2 separate regions of the Mus musculus genome follow, and region 1 is linked to region 2. The links are chromatin contacts, called in public Micro-C maps. All regions are on one chromosome and are shown on one strand. The core of a region is the stretch at or near the end of the contact, and the rest is flanking DNA. Distances in the headings are between cores, read along the strand shown.

What was found. A called contact is a pair of places that touch in the nucleus more often than the background predicts.
Region 1: a Micro-C map of embryonic stem cells shows a contact between it and region 2, with 3 times the contacts expected there. The contact joins the promoter of Prpf3 here to the enhancer-like site in region 2. A contact is called at or near these places in 4 of 39 promoter capture datasets (liver, macrophages, maxillary cranial neural crest and 1 more), 1 of 484 Hi-C or Micro-C datasets (embryonic stem cells) and 3 of 9 other capture datasets (adipose tissue, liver and pancreatic islet).

What each region holds. Positions count from the first base shown.
Region 1 is chr3:95,854,534-95,857,233 of GRCm38.p6, forward strand. It overlaps Prpf3 (pre-mRNA processing factor 3), which reads right to left and starts at 1,352. Exons shown (of 16, transcript NM_001316751.2): 1 at 1,216-1,352.
Region 2 is chr3:95,700,979-95,703,678 of GRCm38.p6, forward strand. No RefSeq gene overlaps it. Among named protein-coding and RNA genes, the nearest start is that of Adamtsl4, 14 kb to the left of the region's middle. Within about 2 kb of position 1,338, at least 228 of the 459 cell types and tissues checked have an H3K27ac peak or open chromatin away from gene starts, as enhancers often do. A contact at or near this core is called in embryonic stem cells, liver, pancreatic islet and 1 more, where this site is marked.

The DNA of each region.
Region 1 (2,700 bases), core at 102-2,601, 150 kb after region 2:
TGCAACCTCAGAATGATCATACAAGCCTGTGATCCCAGCACAAGGGGAATCAGGAGTTCAAGTCCAGCCTTGGCTACAGAGTTCAACATCACCGGTGGCTACATGAGACCTTGTCATAAAAAAAAAAAAAAAAAAAAAAAGATGCAGTCTAATTAGCTCCTACATTCTTGACAGATTTCTCTCTCATAAGATCTGTCAATACACAGTATTTAATACATCTGAATGAATCTGGAAGGCTGTTTCTCAGTGACAACTTTTATGAATAATCCTGGGATAGCTTTTTTGGGCCATCATGAGATAGCAGTATACTGCCTATCAAAAAGAAAGCAACCACAGGCACTAAAAGTGGAGAAGAAAGCCCATTTAAGATAGAATATAGTAAGCACCACCATTCATAAGCCCTTAGGAAAGCAAGTTAATTCCCGAGAGCCTCAGTATACTTATCTTAGAAAATGAGACATCTGGTATAACACTCCATTCAATAAATACTTAAGTTACTATTTCTTGTCAAGCAGAATACTTACTGCATGTAAGGACACACACAGCAGTGAACAAAACAGCCAAGAATCCTCATGTTAATGGGACTTACAACCCACTACAATTGAATAATAGGCTAGAAAGTTTAAGCAATTTTCAAAATCCAGAGTAATAGGTGAAGCATATTAAGCATATTGGATGTAAGCTCAAGAAATATACTAACAAATGGATGTCTTCAAATTCGACCCGAATGTGCAAACGAAACAGTCAATGGATAAGAAAGTTTCAGTCAGTAGAGTTGTCACTAACCAGATGTTCAACTCTAATAGCGAGGGGGCGTCAGCGTCGGTGGGGGGCTGGGGGGTGGAGGGGAAGGGGAAGGGGAAGGGGAGGGAGGCAGAACGCTGTCTTCTGAATGAGCAGGTAGCAGAATCTCATCTTCCGAAGGGATTCCTTACTTTTCTACGCTACAAGCCCCTGGAACCCCATGCTCCGGTCTTTGCTATCTTCCCACCTGGCCCCGGCCCCACCGAGTCCGCGCTAACTCCTCACCTCAGGGCAGGTTTGCCCACCCTGCTGCTTCCCGCCCCCGCCCTTTGCCTTCAGCCAGCCCATTCTGACTTCTTCCCCGGACAGAACCAGGGAGTCCTCCCAGCCTGCTTCCCGCCGAGCACTCCCGCCCTGTCCAGCCGCTCGCACCGAAGGCTACAGCCTTTCGGGCGCGGGGCCACTACTCACCTCACAAACTTCAGCCCCTGAGACGGAGCCCGAACGTTACACCGGAACCGGAAACCTTCCGGTTGCCCTACGGCCCGCCGTCGCTACCGCCACACACCGCCACGCTGCGGTCCCTACGGCACGTGACTACGGAAGGCGGGGCCTCAGCTGCGCAGCCGCGGTATCAAGGTGCCGGCCGCGGGGCGCACGCGCCGCGGGATCCTAAAGCCTAGTCCGCGGGTTGTCCCGGAGCGATGCCAACGTTAGTTCGGGCATTATTTCCCGGAGCAGAAATCGGTTGGCATCACATTCCCTCGGGTCCAAAGAGTTAGTGCGCTAAGATTATCACTTAGAACTAAAAGCAAGGACGTCCACATTCGTACTCAAAGTGTCCTTTCTAGTTTAAAAAAAAAAAAATTGTGATCTCTAGCATTAGCTGCCCTCCCTTAACTTTGCCTCCCTAATTTAAAATCGATACCAGAGACCAGGCAACAAAAAAGAACAGATTCAGAGCTATCCCCTGGCTTCCCATTCGCCAATGAAACACCAAAACCTGCCTCACTTCCTAACCTCTAGGGATAACAGTATTCCAATTGCTAGCTCAGCCTCAGAAACCAGACTACTTTCTCGCTTGTCGCTTTCTGCCTTGCATGGCTCTTTACTAAGAAAACTACAAGATTTGCACTCCACTCTACTTCGGGTTTGTGCTCAAATTAGCCTTAGAGAAGCCTTTCTGGCCGCCCTATTTAATTTTGATACTTGACGCTCTAGAGTCCCACTTTTTTTTTCTTTTTTCTTTTTTTTTTCCTTATTGTACTTGTAGTATCATCTACCGTATTCATAAAAGTTAACTTAGGCTTTGTACTAGTCAGGGTTCTCTAGAGTCATAGAACTTATGGGTAGTCTCTGTATAGTAAGGGGATTTGTTGATGACTTACAGTCTGTAGTCCAAGTCCCAACAATGGGCAGCAGCAGCTATGAAAGGAAGTTCAAGGATCTAGCAGTTGCTCAGTCCCACAAGACAAGCAGGTGGAGAAGAGAGAGAGAATCTTCCTTCTTCCAATGTCCTTATGTAGGTCTCCAGCAGAAGGTGTGGCCCAGATGAAAGGTGTGTGCCACCAAGCCTTCAACTCAAAGATCCCCCAGTCTTAATTTTCTGGAATTTATAGCCACTATGCCTCAAGATCTCCGTGCCAAGATCCAGGTCAGAAATTGTATATCTCAGCCTCCAGATTAGGATCACAGGTGAGCCTTCCAATTCTGAATTGTAGTTCATTCCAAATATAGTCAAGTAGATAACCAGGAATAGCCACCACACGCTTAGTGCTTATACTTACAGTAACACTCATACAATTAAGTACTTAATAAATACTTGTCTACCATGGCAAGTTCCCCACTACACATCCCCCAAATAAAATGTAAAACTTTTTTTTTTTTTTTTTTTTTTTTTTTAAGGAATGGCAGTTCCTCTGGGAAAGGTGGGGGTAGTGGATAGAGGTTAGATAA
Region 2 (2,700 bases), core at 88-2,587:
AGCCCTTCTGTGTTGGGATTATAAGTATGAACCACCATATCCAGCTTCCCATTTTCTTTAAATTTTACCTTTCCCAGCCTGCTCTGTGTGGGTGTTTTTCTTGCTTCTATGCCTGTGTTCCATGAACCCCAAGAGGCCAGAAGTGGGGGTCAGATCTCCTAAAGTGGAGTTACAGACTTCTGAGCTGCTGTGTGGGTGCAGGGAATCAAACCCTGGTCCTCTGGAAGAGCGATGTTAGGCCCCCACCCTCAAGTCCCTAAAACGGCAGCACTCCTGACAGTGTCCCCAAATGACAATCTGGGCTCAGCTCAGGCTGGACTCAAAATAGAACAAGTTTGTCTGTGGATAAACAAAAGCTTACACTCAGCATTCTCCAGAAGCCTACAAAATGGCTTCTGACTGCCAGGTAGAGCCATTTCCCTAATCTTTCCCTACCAAATGGGGCAAATGTGGCAACTAGTTCCCTATTAACATAAACTGTAACACATATCAAAGCCCCTCTACCACTCTGAACCTCCATGCTGTTCTGGCTAGCTCCTCTCTTTATAACTGGCAAGGCTTTCCCTACCTTTTTGACCCTTGAGAGATAGCCTTGGCAGTTTGAATAAACTTTTCCTTTTCCACCCACAGGAGTGGTCTAATCACTGCGATTTCCCGTGCAAGCAAGTGCTCAGAATTGCTGAGCCATCTCTCTCTGTCCCATCTCATATCCCATCAGGGTATCTGATTTGCCACTTTGCCCCCCACCCCTTTTTTTTTCTTCAAGGTTTTATTGTGTACCCTGGCTGGCCTGGAACTCATTGTATAGACCAGGCTGGTCCTCCTGCCTCTGCAGTACTGGAATTGAAGGTAAATTGCCTTGTATTTTAAAGTAATTTACAGTTTAATCTTCGTTATCAGGACCTGTTCCCCAGATTTTGCCCTTGTTTAACATTTTACAAACGTTCGGATAGGTTTGGCTAACGTTGCACTCAGCAACTACCTGGTGAATCCACACAGGACCAACTGCATGGACTCTCAGCAGGGATAGAGAGAGATGCCTTAGCAGTTCTGAGCCCTCCAAGTCCTGTTGCTCCCCCCAGGTTGGCTCCGGGCCGTTCTGGGCCGTTCTGGGCCGTCCCGGGCGGCTCCAGGCGGCCCCTGGCTCAAACTGCAGAGGTCTGGCCTTCTAAAAGGAGCCTGGACTCCCTTTTCCCCCTCCCTCCCCAATCAGCATCTAACAAAAACTCTTTTGTGATTTTATGCCTGGGGGAGTCGACTGAGTCAACGGCTGATGTGATTCCCGCAGAGCTGAGTCCAAAGGTCTGCTCAGGGTTTCCTTCTCAGAGTCCAGAACCCCGCCCTAGGCCCCGCCCCGAATCTCCGCGCCCTGCTCCGTTTTGCCGGGAAGACCCGGAGCTGGGCTTCTACTGCCCCTGCATGGTGGTAGCATTGTGGTCTAGGGAATCAGAGGGTCACGTGAGACCAAATGAGTAATCTAAGGCTGGGTACTGTGAGCTTGGGGAGACTCGGGGACTGTCGAGAAGGCAAGACTGTGAAAACCAGGAGGCTGTGGGCCCTGGAAGATGGCACGTGGTCTCCTGAAGTACCCCTGGTACAGTAAAACAAGATTCCTACAATGTTATGGATAACCTTTTGTTCTTATGGACATCCTAGAAAGGATACTTTGTTTTGGAAAATAACAACTTCCTTACTGCCAAGTCCCTCATCCCAACCCTATAAACCATTTCAGCCAGCTCCCTCTACCCTCTGTAGACCCCTCAATTTCCCGTGGGAGAGAGGCTGCCTCTTGCTAAGTGCACTAATAAATATAGTGTGTCTTAGCGGTTGAAAGTCAGGCCCCTGTCTTTTCTGCCTCCTGTCCTTTTAAGCTGCTTTAGAAATATCACAGTTGCTGGGCAGTGGTGGCGCACGCCTTTAATCCCAGTACATGGGAGGCAGAGGCAGGCAGATTTCTGAGTTCGAGGCCAACCTGGTCTACAGAGTGAGTTCCAGGACAGCCAGGGATACACAGAGAAAACCTCTTTCGAAAAACAGAAAAACAAAACAAAACAAACAAACAAAAAAAAACAAAAACAAAAAAAGAAAGAAAGAAAGAAAGAAAAGAAATATCACAGTTCCAATAAGTCTTTGTAGACCTGACAGGTTTCCCGGGCTGCAGGTTGCTGAACAGAGTTGTAATAATTTTTAGGATTTTTTTTTTTTTTTTTGCATTTGGACATTCAAGCTTTTTGTTTACTGATATAGGTTAATCACCTGTATCAATAGACTTCACGTTATTTTCATACACAAATATAATGAATTTGACTATATTCCCCCCAATGCCTCCTTGTCCTAATTTACTTTCTGTTCCTATGACGAAGACTATGACCAAAGCAAGGGAGAGAAAGGGTTTACATCATACAGGTTACAGTCCACCATTGATGGCCATCAGAGCAAAGTCAAGGCAGAAACCTGGAAGCGAGCCATGAAGCAGAGGCCTTGAGAAACACTTGCTACGCAGTGCTTAAGGTGACCTTGAGTTACTGCTCCTCACCCCTGCATCTCTTAAATCTTGGGGCTACAGTTGCCACTGTGGGGATGTGACAGGCAGCCCTAACTGCAAGGGACTGTGGTTTCCCCTGCTCAGAAGTGAACTGCTCTATCCCAGTCACCAAAGCTCTCAGATCTGAGGAAAACCTTAGGTACATCCCTATGATG